Linked DNA regions of Mus musculus: region 1 is linked to region 2. Evidence: chromatin contacts called from public HiChIP or PLAC-seq data. All regions are on one chromosome and are shown on one strand. Each heading gives the region's core, a stretch centred on a gene start, on an enhancer-like site or on the middle of the called end of the contact. The rest is flanking DNA. Distances are from core to core; before and after follow the strand shown.

Region 1 (5,746 bases), core at 2,870-5,369, 290 kb before region 2:
AACTGTGCTAGAGGCTGGAGATACCGCTCCACAGTTAAGAACATTTGCTGCTCTTATAGAGGACCTGGGTTCAGTTCCCAGCACCTACATCAGATGGCTCACAACCTTCTATAACTCTAGCTCCAGGAGATCAGCACCCCTTCTGGCCTCTGGGCACCAACTTAGATTCATACGCATAAATAAATACATCTTAAATTTTGTAAATACTAAGTAAAAAGCCTTTCAAAAACATTTAGTGTTTGAGTGACAGAAAGCAGGTTTGCCTATGGAGCCATAATCGAGAAAGTGGCGCAGAGCAGAGGGAACGGTAGACTCGGAGGCCCAAGAAAATCTTGGAAGGGTGAACTATCGGTACCCTCTCCCCGCCCTTCCCCCCGCCCCCTTACTATGTTACCTCGGCTAGCCCGGGACACGCTTATGTAGACTAGGTTGGCCTCAACTGAAAGCTGGGCCAGGTGCGGTGTGGCCCCCAATGCACATCTGCCCATAGTTGAAAGTTTTAATTTTACAGATAGATGCTAAGTGATATTCCTGAGATCGCAGTGTAAATGCATTTGATAGCTTGTTATTCGGCAGGGGGCTGTAACATGCTTTGTATTTCTAGAATACATGGAGGAAGAAGCAATGATATGGGGGAGTAACACCACAGAGTTCCAGATGAAAATCTCTTGTAGTCTAGTGTGGTGGTGTATATCTTAATCCCAGGCACAGTAGGCCAGTTCAGTCTACCCAGTGAGTTCCAGGCCAACCAGGGATATGATACAAACATACACACTCCTCCCACACATATGAATAGGAGTGATCCTGCCCCCCCCCCCCCAAAACCCCCTGGTTTTCTGAAATGCTATATAAACCAATGCCACCAGTCCTGGTGATTATCCTTAATCTCCATCGTGGTGATGGCTTCCTAGGCATATAGCAGATATCAGAACTCATGTAACAATGCACCCCAATAGAAGAAATATAGAGGCAGTTCATACTATCAGCTCTGGAGGCTGAAGCAGGAGGATTACTGCGAGTTCAAGGCCAATCTGGGATACCTAATGAGACTTCAAAATAAAAATAAAACAATTAATATGTGCCAGAGTCACATGCTGCGGGTTGGAAGAGAGCCTGAAGATATGAGCTGCACCTCTGAGACTCACAGCATAGAGAAGGAATTTGATTCAAAAATTTTAAATCCAAGGGCTGGAGAGATGGCTCAGCAGTTAAGAGCTCTTCCGGAGGTCCTGAGTTCAATTCCCAGCAACCGCATGGTGGTTCACAACCATCTGTAATGGGATCCAATGCCCTCTTCTGGTGTGTCTGAAGACATCTACAGTGTACTCAAATGCCTAAAATAAATAGATAAATCTTTTTAAAAAAAATTTAAATCCAGATGCAAAGAAAGCCGTAGGTGTTGGTTGTGTGTGTCTTCCTGGGAAGGTCAGAGGATGACAGGGTGGACAAAGCTGGGGAAGTCAGCCATTGAGTGCAGGTAAGCTTGGGCTAGCATAGGGCACAGTGTTAAAGTAGCAAGAGGAGTCACTAAGTGGGCAGCTTTTGTTCCCTTGAGCCGTTTGTGTAAAGTCTGGCTTTGTCACAGGGACCTTTGTGTGGAGTTTGAGAGAGAGGCCATGGTTCCCAGAGCAGCTTCATTGTGCCTGGGGGGTGGGGGTGGGGGGTCTTATGCTCCCTGGCTGTTTCCAGAAACACGGTTCAGGTCTGGACTGAGGCCGGTGACTATCTCTCTGCTTGCTGCTTGAGCTGTACCTGGGCAGGAAGGCATCCCCTTATCCAGCTGTTCAGTTCCCAGCTCCTCCGCAGGAAGTCTGCCTTTCTCTGGCCAGAGGCACCAACCCTGAAGACCTGTACTCCTGACAGAATGGCTGTCTAGGCACAGTGCTCAGAGCCCCATCTGGTGCTTTTAGTCATCTGTCAGCTCCACACCCCAGATTTCTTCAGAGTTCCTTGTTTCCGTGTCTGTTTTTATGCTGGTCCCCCCACCCCCACCCCGCAACCCCCCAGAGCTGACTAGGAAGTTAAATTGGGATACCATTGTCACACCACATTAAAAATGCAAGCAGCAAGGCAGAGCATGTCGGCCAGACAGCTCATTGAGACCAGAGGAGGGAAACCTGTGCTAATGGAGGGAGATGCCAGATTGCATGGTAAGCCCTGGCTTCTTTCTGTCACCTCTGTCTGTCACTGGCAAGCCAGAAGGCAGGCCAAGCTAGAGGGTGAAATGAGACTTCTGCCCATTGGGCATCATTGAGATCACGTACACAGCAGAAGAGGAGCCCTGGAATCCCCACTTAGGACTGGAACTGCTGAGGGGCCAGGAGCAAGGCAAATGATGAGTGCAGGCTCTTGTGCTGGGGTCCAAGTAAGAAGAGGGCAAACCAAAGGGTCTGTACTGGCTTTCCATGCCTAGCCACTGTGTGTGAGAGGCCACTGTGTGTGACATCCGTGCAGATTAATTCTCCCAGTGAATTCCTTGTCGGGCAACGTGAAGAACGGAGGGGTATTTAATTACTTGCAGTTCTGTTGTTAAATAAAGATCAACTTTGTCAGTGTGTCCCAGGCTTGCCATAGCTTCCCGAGTGCTGGTGTTACACACTGCACCATCACACCAGCCTGGCTACTCTCTTGTCATCTGTACCCCTGTCCATCAAGTCACCTGAGCTGGTAAAAATAGCCCGAGTGTGTGGGCTGCCTTCATCTCTGAACTGTTTATTCTGTCTTCACCACCTCCTGCCCCATGCCACCTGCCAGCTAGAGCTCTTGCTGGCCGCATGCTCCCTTCTGCATGGGCAGTCAGGTTGGTTGCGATTTGGGGTCGGTTTCCCAAATAAGTAACATGGATGTCTAACTATTGATTTGTCTTCTTGTATTTCAGTCCTTCCAGGGAAGTCAAGGGCGAGCCTACCTCTTCAACTCAGTGTGAGTGTTTCTGACTGGGTACCTGTTTATTGGGTGCAAGTCTCGAGGGGCGGGGCAAGCACTCCTCTGATTCATCAATGACCTCTCTCTGCCTTAGTAATATTAGTAATAATAAAATCCCTAGGGGCATTCCCATTAACCACTGGTAGTCAGTTACCTTAGGGGAAATTTGGTTGGCATCATCTCCAACTAAAACTAATGGTACTCGCTGCAGTATCCCCAGCACAGGGAAAACTTAGAGGGGTCTCTGATAGACCTTCATCGTGGAGGTCAGCCAGACCTGAGATTTGTGACGGTGTGTGTGAGTGTGTGTGTGTGTGTGTGTGTGTGTGTGTGTGTGTGTGTGAGGGTGTATGTGAGAGAGAGAGAGAGAATGAGAAAGAGAGAGAGAAAGGAAGGAAGGAAAAAGGAAGGAAGGAAGAAAGAGAGAGGAAAGAAAGAACGAACGAACTTATGTTAGGGGCAAGGCTTAGGAAGAGCCTCGTCCCTTCTGCAGAGGATGTCGACACAGCCTGTCACGGGATTCAGCCTCTGACTTGGCTAGGAAGACAAAAGCTCGCAGACATCTGATAAACTGTGAAAGGAAATGTAGCTCATTCCTTGGAGCAGGTGTTCTGTAAAGCAGGTGTGATAGATACTCAAGGGTCACTCACCCTGATGATACAGACGGAAACACATGGTCTTGTTCACTGTCTTAGGCAATCCTCTGTAACCCCTGTGCAACCATCTCGAGGCTGAGCCTCCCTTTCAATTACAAGACCAGGGGGGAAGAGATGGCCAAGGCCGTGCTGCCAAGCCTGACAACACAGTTGGGTCGCTTGAAAGCTAAGCTTACTGTAGGAGGAAAGAACCCATTCCCAAAGCTGTCCTTGCCTCCATGAAGGCACCACAGCATGCATGTATCCACCCAACAAGTAAATGTAACGTGAGTTTTCTTTTAGTTACAAGATTATAAATTAGTGTCAGAAAATTTAAATCCTAAGCAAACTGTCATCCAGAGCTATTTTGGTCAACCCACAGAACTGAATCTTGCAGATGCAGGATTTATTCCCACGGAGACATTTCCATGTGGTTACCTTTGAGGCGATGGATGTTTCTCATTTCAGTTTTAGACCAGTTCCTTCTCCCTGTAGGCTTCCCTGGGAGTAGGCCTGTCCAGTCGGTTTTTGCCAGGAGCTCAGCTTGAATGACTAATGGCTGTTTATCCTTCTGACTAACCACCCGCTCGCTCTCTTTCTGTCTTTGGCACAGAGTTAATGTGGGCTGTGGGCCTGCAGAAGAGCGGGTGTTGCTAACAGGACTACATGCCGTTGCAGACATTTACTGTGAAAACTGCAAAACCACTTTGGGCTGGAAATATGTAAGTACAACGAGCCTGGGAGGGAGGGCCTCCTGGGTAAGGGATGCTTTCTTCCAAGGGCTGCCCTCAGCCCTGGGGGCTCGTACCTTTGTAAGAAAGGTAATCCTGTTCATCCCTTCACCTGGCCTGGAAACACTTCCGTGGGAGCGCACGAGTACAATTATTAGCAGGGCCTTAAAGCATCTCCTGAAAGCTGACTGTAACAACCCTGGGAAGACGGCTCAGTCAGCAAACTGCTTGTCCATAAACATGAGGACTTGTTGAGTTCTGATACCCAGGACCCTTGGGAAAAGCTGGGTGCAGCAATACATGCTTGTAATCCCAGAACTGGGTAGGCATAGACTCGGAGAATCCCCGAGGCAGCCTGTGCAGCCAGTGGGGGAGCTCCTGATTCAATGGGAGGCACTCAAAAAGGTAACTCAGGAAGACACTTGACACTATCCTCTGCCTAACACATCTTCATTTTCTCTTTCTCTCTCACACACACAAACACACACATGCACACACCAACAAGTATATACATATACACAAAAATAAGAAACACTAGCTATCCAAACATGGTCCTATACACTTACAATCCGTGCACTTAAAAGATTAAAGCAGGTAGATGACAGACCCAGATGGATCACATGAGACCCTGTTTCAATGAAGTAACAGAGACAGACAGACAGACAACTAACAAAATACAGAACTGTCTGAGTATGTTAGCTGGGCTTGGGTCTCTACAAAAGTATGATCAGTGCTTCCACAGTTACCAGCTAGTTTTTGCATGCCGTCTAAGCAGCAGAATGAGGCTCCAACGGGCTCTGTCTCTTAGCTGGCTTTATGCCCTCACGCTCAGCCTTTTCAGTGCTAAGCAATTCAATGTCACCTGTGCATTGCGGTACAAGCCTGTGATTTTTGTATTTTGGAGGAGGTGGCAGGAGGAGCTTGGCCTCTCTGGGGAACTAATAAAATCTCTTAAAAGATATAATAAAGTTTATTACAGGGAAATAAATTAAGGAGCAATGGGGCCGTGTGGTGGCGGTGATGTTAGGTCTTGCCAAGGGACAGATTGTCCTGAAAGTTGGGTCCTTTTCTTCAGCCCGCCACGAGCAGTTGTTACAGGAACGCACCACCACATGATCACAGTTCTGCTGTTGATCCTAGAACTCCTTCATCCATTGAGATGTTGGGTTAGAGGAAGAGATAACCCTGAGTAGGCTGGTTTCATTTGTTGCTTGAGGTTCGGGTTTGGTGATCTGACAATTTTATAAAAAGCTGTTGACTATAAACTTACTGGGAGTGAGTACTGTAGGAAGCACTTGCCTAGAAGCCCTGAACTTGACCCTGGCATCAGGAGAGGAAAAAAGATGGCGATCCACTCCCTATCGTGATGATGGGCAGGACATCGGGGAAGCATCCGATGGCTTGTATTGATCGCCTTGGTGTACCCAACTCTGTTCTGTTCCTTTGTCTTGGTAT
Region 2 (5,452 bases), core at 783-3,282:
TAAATGAAATAACAAATGTATCTTTTTAAACATGATGTTTAATACACATAAAGTATCTAGAAAATTATTCCAGCTATTATAAATACTATACTATGTTACAGAGTTTTATATTTTTGTTTTGAAGAAGAGAGAGTATAAAAGAGAAAAAGACCAGAGACACTTAAGGGTTTGCGTTTCAGTGCATGTGTGCATATGTGAAAGTCGTAGGACATGTTTGCTGTCAGTTCTCTCCTTTTTTTATGTTTTACTGTTTTTGAGACAGGATTTTGTTGTTTGTGTGGCTGTGTTGCATACTTGAGCTTCCAGCAAATTCTCCTGCTTCCACCTCCCGTTCCCCATAGGAGTGCTGGCATTCTAAATGTAAAGAGCTGTGTCCAGCTTCTCCCATGGGTCCTGTGAGTCAACTCAAGTCCTCAGACTGTGCCAACACAGTCTGAGGCGATCTCTGGCTTCTCAGCTCCTTGTTTAAAACAAGTGATCATTTTCAATATGTGTGTTATGCCTTTGTTTTCTTCTCAGTGCTAAAGATTAAACTAACAGCCTCGAACATGCTTGCCAAATTTTCTACTACTGACTACATCCACAGTCCACCCTTAGCTATTCTCACCAGCCTTGGCTGCTTAGTGAATCTCAAAAATAAAATAAAAAAGAGAAAATGCCTGCTGGGTGATGGTAGCACATGCCTTTAATCCCAGCACTCTAGAGGCAGAAGTAGGTGAATCTCTGAGTTTGAAGCCGGCCTGGTCTAGAGAGTGAGTTCCAGAACAGCCAGGGCTACTCAGAGAAACCCATTCTCAGAGTATGGGGGAGGAGTGAGCAAAATTAAGGTTTAAAGTCTTACATCTAAATAAGAAAGCTGAGTGTGGTGACCCACACCTATAATCTCAGCACGTTAAAGGTAAAATACGGAGTTGAAGGCTACCCTCACCTACATAAGTTCTAAAGTTGATTAACCTGGGTTTCATGAGCCCCGATCACAACAGCAGCAAAAGCTATAATTGCATTGGCAGGCTTCCATTGTGTGGTGTATAGACAGTTTTTGACACTAGGGGGAGCATTTTCCTGCAGAGAGATTTTTCAAAGCTCAGTTTCTACACTGGGCCTTTGGGATACCTACCCTTACAGACAAATGTTATTTTTAGCCTAATTCACTAGGATTTCTTTTTTCACACTTGGGATCAAAGTAGAAAAATGCCTGGAGCATTAGCATTCTCCCTTCTAAAAGCAATGTGAAGGTAGGATTTGGAACTATTGGATTATAGTATAAAATTGACCAAGCTTTATTAGAAATTGTAACCAAATTGTGTTGTCCTTTGAAAATTCCTCCTTAAGAGACATTTTCTTAATATGATCGTTTCAACAAAATACCTTACCTTTGTTATAAGTTAAACACAACAAATATGTATAATATTTGCTGCCCAGATGCCTGTTTTACTCTTAAGTTTGGATTATTTTATTTTAAAGTGGAGCAGAAATTGTACCTTTTTAAAATCTGGCATGTTGATTGTCTTCTCGTGTTTAAACATTGCTGTGGGTAGTGCCTGATAGTTGTCTGTGCTGCTCTAAGCTGTGTTTCCTTAGGTACAGATATTTCTGGGCCCTTTTGGCTCTTGATTCCTTATTGCTGGAAGTAAATATTTGGGAACTATCACTGAGATGTGGTAAAGTGAAGCGGAGAAATAGTTTCCGTAACTGTGCTGTTAATGCCATGATGGTGGTGATTGTCTCAGAGCTAACCTGCCAGCTTCCTCTTCGCTACTTTTTCTAACTCTGATGATTGCGTCAGTGCTCATCTGTGAATCTTTGAGTACAAAGAAGGAAGAAATTACCCCAAATTGGGTTGTGGTGTCACTGATACTGACTTCTGTAGGCACGGTGACTGTGGCATGATCACTTTGAGTCAGAGCTCATCCTGGAAGATTAGCAGCCTCTTTTTAGGAAAAAAAAAAATGCCTGTTGGCCTTTGGTTGATGAGGGAGGGAATGGTAGCTCCTCTCCCTCTCTCTCCCCAAGGAGTGACTCATCTATTAACTCATGAGCGTCACCACATCAAAAGCAGAAACCAAGGTCTCCAGGACATAGGGGTTTATACAGACTGGATAGCTTCCTGCCCTTAAGTCACTATTTATAATTGTGTGCTTAAAAGAAAGCTTCAAAGACTATGTTAAACAACTTGCATAGCTCTCTACCTAAATATGTAGTCCATTTGTTCGGAATACTTAGGTCAACTCATGATCAAAATTTGCTTAGAAGATGGAGGTCAGTGGCAGAGCACTTCCCTAGCATGCTCAACGGCCCGGCTTCAAGCCCAACCTCAGAAAAGAAAGAGGAAGGTCAGTTAGGGTTTGTTAGTGTTTTCTTTGTTTTGTGGGGGTCTCACTCTTTGGCATTGGCTGGCCTGGAGCTCACTATAGCAGCTTGACCAGGTTGATCTCAAACTCACAGTGAGTGATTCCCCGCCTTGGCCAGCTGAATGTTGAGAGTAAAGGGTGTGCTACCAGGCCTGCCCTCTCAGGCTTACTGATAAACATTTGAGGTGATGGGTCACCTAAAAATTGTTAGCTTATTGATGTATATAGTTTACATTGTATAGTGTATAATGTATACTAAAACATCATACTGTACTGAAAGTGATACACAGTTATTTGTAAATCTTTAAAACCAATTTTACTGATTTTAAAGGAGAAACAAAGTATTTCTTCTTCTTTTTTTTTTTTTTAGATTTATTAATTTATTATATGTGAGTACACTGTAGCTGCCTTCAGACACACCAGAAGAGGGCATCTGATTTCATTATAGATGGTTGTGAGCCACCATGTGGTTGCTGGGATTTGAACTCAGAACCTCTGGAAGAGCAGTCAGTGCTCTTAACTACTGAGCCATCTCTCCAGCCCCAAGTATTTCTTTATATTAAGAATACTAATCTGGTAGAATTCACTTGCTTCCAGAAGGTTCATGGGCTAATTAATGTTAGAGTTTACTTTTGTTTTGGCCAGCAGATGTGTACTTTTAACATATAATAATATATTCTTGCCCTAGGTGCCACAGCCATTGTTTTATTTTTAAACACTTTGTTACATTAGGAAGATAAGGCAGAATTCTAATTATACTTTGTTTAAGTCTAACAGATTTAAAGACCTGCCACTCACATTAACTAATGCCCAGGCCTTTGGGTTTAGACAAACCATGCTGCTTTCTATAGAGAAGAGCAGGGAAGTGCTAGCTTGTGACTTGACAAAGAGAATCTAAAGAACAGGTCTGGGGGGCTGGAGAAGATGGCTCAGTGGTTAAAAGGAGTGGCTGCTCTTCCAAAGGACCAGTGCCCACATTGCATCTGGGCCACAACTACCTGTAAATCAGTTAATTCCCAGGAACTTCCTGGCTTCTTTGGGCACAGACATCCAATGTGAACAAAATATCCTTATAAATAGAATTTTTAAAAAGAAATTTTAAAAAAAGAAGAAATAAAGGAATAGGTCAGCTTTTTGGTGTCTATTTGCAGTGAGTAGTTCTATATTCCACCCATCTAGCAGTCCTTTCTGTAGGTCAGAACCTTAAGTAAGTTGTTTTCTGACTGGTGAGAAAAGCAACTGTTTTTAACTTCGGGGGAGTAGAATTCCTGTGTGGCTTCTAAAGTCTCCCAAAAGTCAGACTTTAAACAAGGAAGAAAGAAAGGTTGCAGTCATGCAGACAACCCTTTGTCTCCCAGACATCCCTAGTGATCACATTCCAGACCAGCACGGTCCTTCTGTTCGTCAGTGAAGAGTGAGGCGAACATGGTTTCCCAGTGAATCAGAGCACGCCTCGGCTTTAGTACCTTTGGCCTGAGTTTTCCAGACAAAACTAATTGGAAATTTTGCCCTTGGGATCTCCCTTGACTTCTGTATGTAGATGATAGATTTAGCTATGAGTTGACATTACAGATGCTGGGGAAGCATGCCAGTGTTTAGGAATGTTTTATCAGTTTTAAGACAGCGGCCTTGACTGTAAGACTGTCAGTGTGTCTTCCTAGGAGTATTTATACTCTCTCACACACACACACACAAACACACACACACACTCAGTCTTCATCACCCAAAGAGGTTTGACTAAACTAGTTCCTAGTTTAAAAAAAATGAGGTGTAATTATAATAAATTGTGGTCTGTTCTAGTGTACATACAAAGAACTTGAAAACTTCAAAACCCAGAAAATGGTTTGGGGTGTGTGTGTGTGTGTGTGTGTGTGTGTGTGTAAAATAAAGTAGAATTACATATACTATTTCATCATTTTACAATTAGAAATGTTTTAATTGATTGAACTATGAGTATATTCCTACCTCCTTGTGAAGACCTTAATTTGTGTTTGTGACCTAAGAGCTCTTTCTTTGGACTTGTATAGATACTACATCATCATCAGAGCACAGCTTAAAATTTCTCTTTACGGACAGGTCAGGGCAGCTTTGTTTGACATCATCTCAGATGTTATGAACAGCCATTGAGATGGCTCAGTGGGTAAAGCTGACCTGAGTGAGCTCAGTCCTCTAACCTCAGGCTTGCACACTGGTGCACAAATTAAAGTCTTACTTTTCTTGTTTGGTATTCTTTGGTATATAGTGGCACCCACCCTAATCTCAGAACTCAGGAGGTTGAGGCTGGGCAACAAAATGAAAACTTGTTTTTAAACAACACAAATGATGGCCTAAAAAAATTCTAAATTTATTTTATTACCACCACTAAAGATAGAATAAAATTAATCTCACAGAATAATCTGAGATGGAAGTTTTTTCTTTGTACTTTACTCTGGAAAGATTATAAATTGTAGTAATATATAAAATTTGTATAAAAAGACCTGAGTCTGGAATGGTGCTGCTTATTATCTCAGAAGTTGAAAGGCTAAAACAAGAGAATCTGGTATATGATGAGGTCAGCTACAGCTGCAAAACAAAATCCCCAGGAAACTTAAAATACCTTTTTTCACAGCCAGATAGTTCTGTCCACTCCTTCGAGAAGCCTGCCTTCTGGGCTGACTTTGGAGTATCCTCACCCAGCAGCCTTGCCTGGGCAAGTATAATGTCTGTTATCTTGAGCAAAGCAGAATTATTCTGTCAATCAAACTTTGGAAACTATTATATAATAAATACAACTTATGAGACTAGATATCTGGAATCTCAAAATAAAACAAAAGCAGATGTTCAGTGTCATATATATCTAAAACGTTATTATTGGGCTAGAAATACTATATTTAAATTTGAAGAAAACAAAATCTTCATTTGCCACTTTTCCCTAAAGCTGTTCCCTGTACTGACTTTGTTATATACCATTTTTGTTGCATAGAACTCCTATATCCGTATGAATTTTCTTTCTACTTACCCTATCAGTTAATGAGAGATGGGTGTCCTACTTAGGCTTTCTCTTGCTGCTATAAAACACCATGACCAGAGCTTGGGGAGGAAGGAAGGCTTCAGTTCACCTT

What was found. HiChIP or PLAC-seq counts read pairs in DNA pulled down with a chosen protein or histone mark.
Region 1: a contact with region 2 is called in a FOXA1 HiChIP or PLAC-seq map of pancreatic cancer cells. The contact joins two enhancer-like sites. A contact is called at or near these places in 2 of 115 datasets of contacts at active chromatin or transcription factors (large pre-B cells and pancreatic cancer cells) and 1 of 9 other capture datasets (adipose tissue).

Annotation. Positions count from the first base shown.
Region 1 is chr11:86,943,109-86,948,854 of GRCm38.p6, reverse strand. It overlaps Ypel2 (yippee like 2), which reads left to right. Exons shown (of 5, transcript NM_001005341.3): 3 at 2,879-2,922; 4 at 4,174-4,282. Among named protein-coding and RNA genes, the nearest start is that of Gm51915, 37 kb to the left of the region's middle. Within about 2 kb of position 4,119, at least 42 of the 459 cell types and tissues checked have an H3K27ac peak or open chromatin away from gene starts, as enhancers often do. A contact at or near this core is called in adipose tissue and pancreatic cancer cells, where this site is marked.
Region 2 is chr11:86,649,236-86,654,687 of GRCm38.p6, reverse strand. All of the region lies in intron 5 of Vmp1 (vacuole membrane protein 1), which reads left to right. Among named protein-coding and RNA genes, the nearest start is that of Vmp1, 32 kb to the left of the region's middle. Within about 2 kb of position 2,032, at least 136 of the 459 cell types and tissues checked have an H3K27ac peak or open chromatin away from gene starts, as enhancers often do. A contact at or near this core is called in adipose tissue and pancreatic cancer cells, where this site is marked.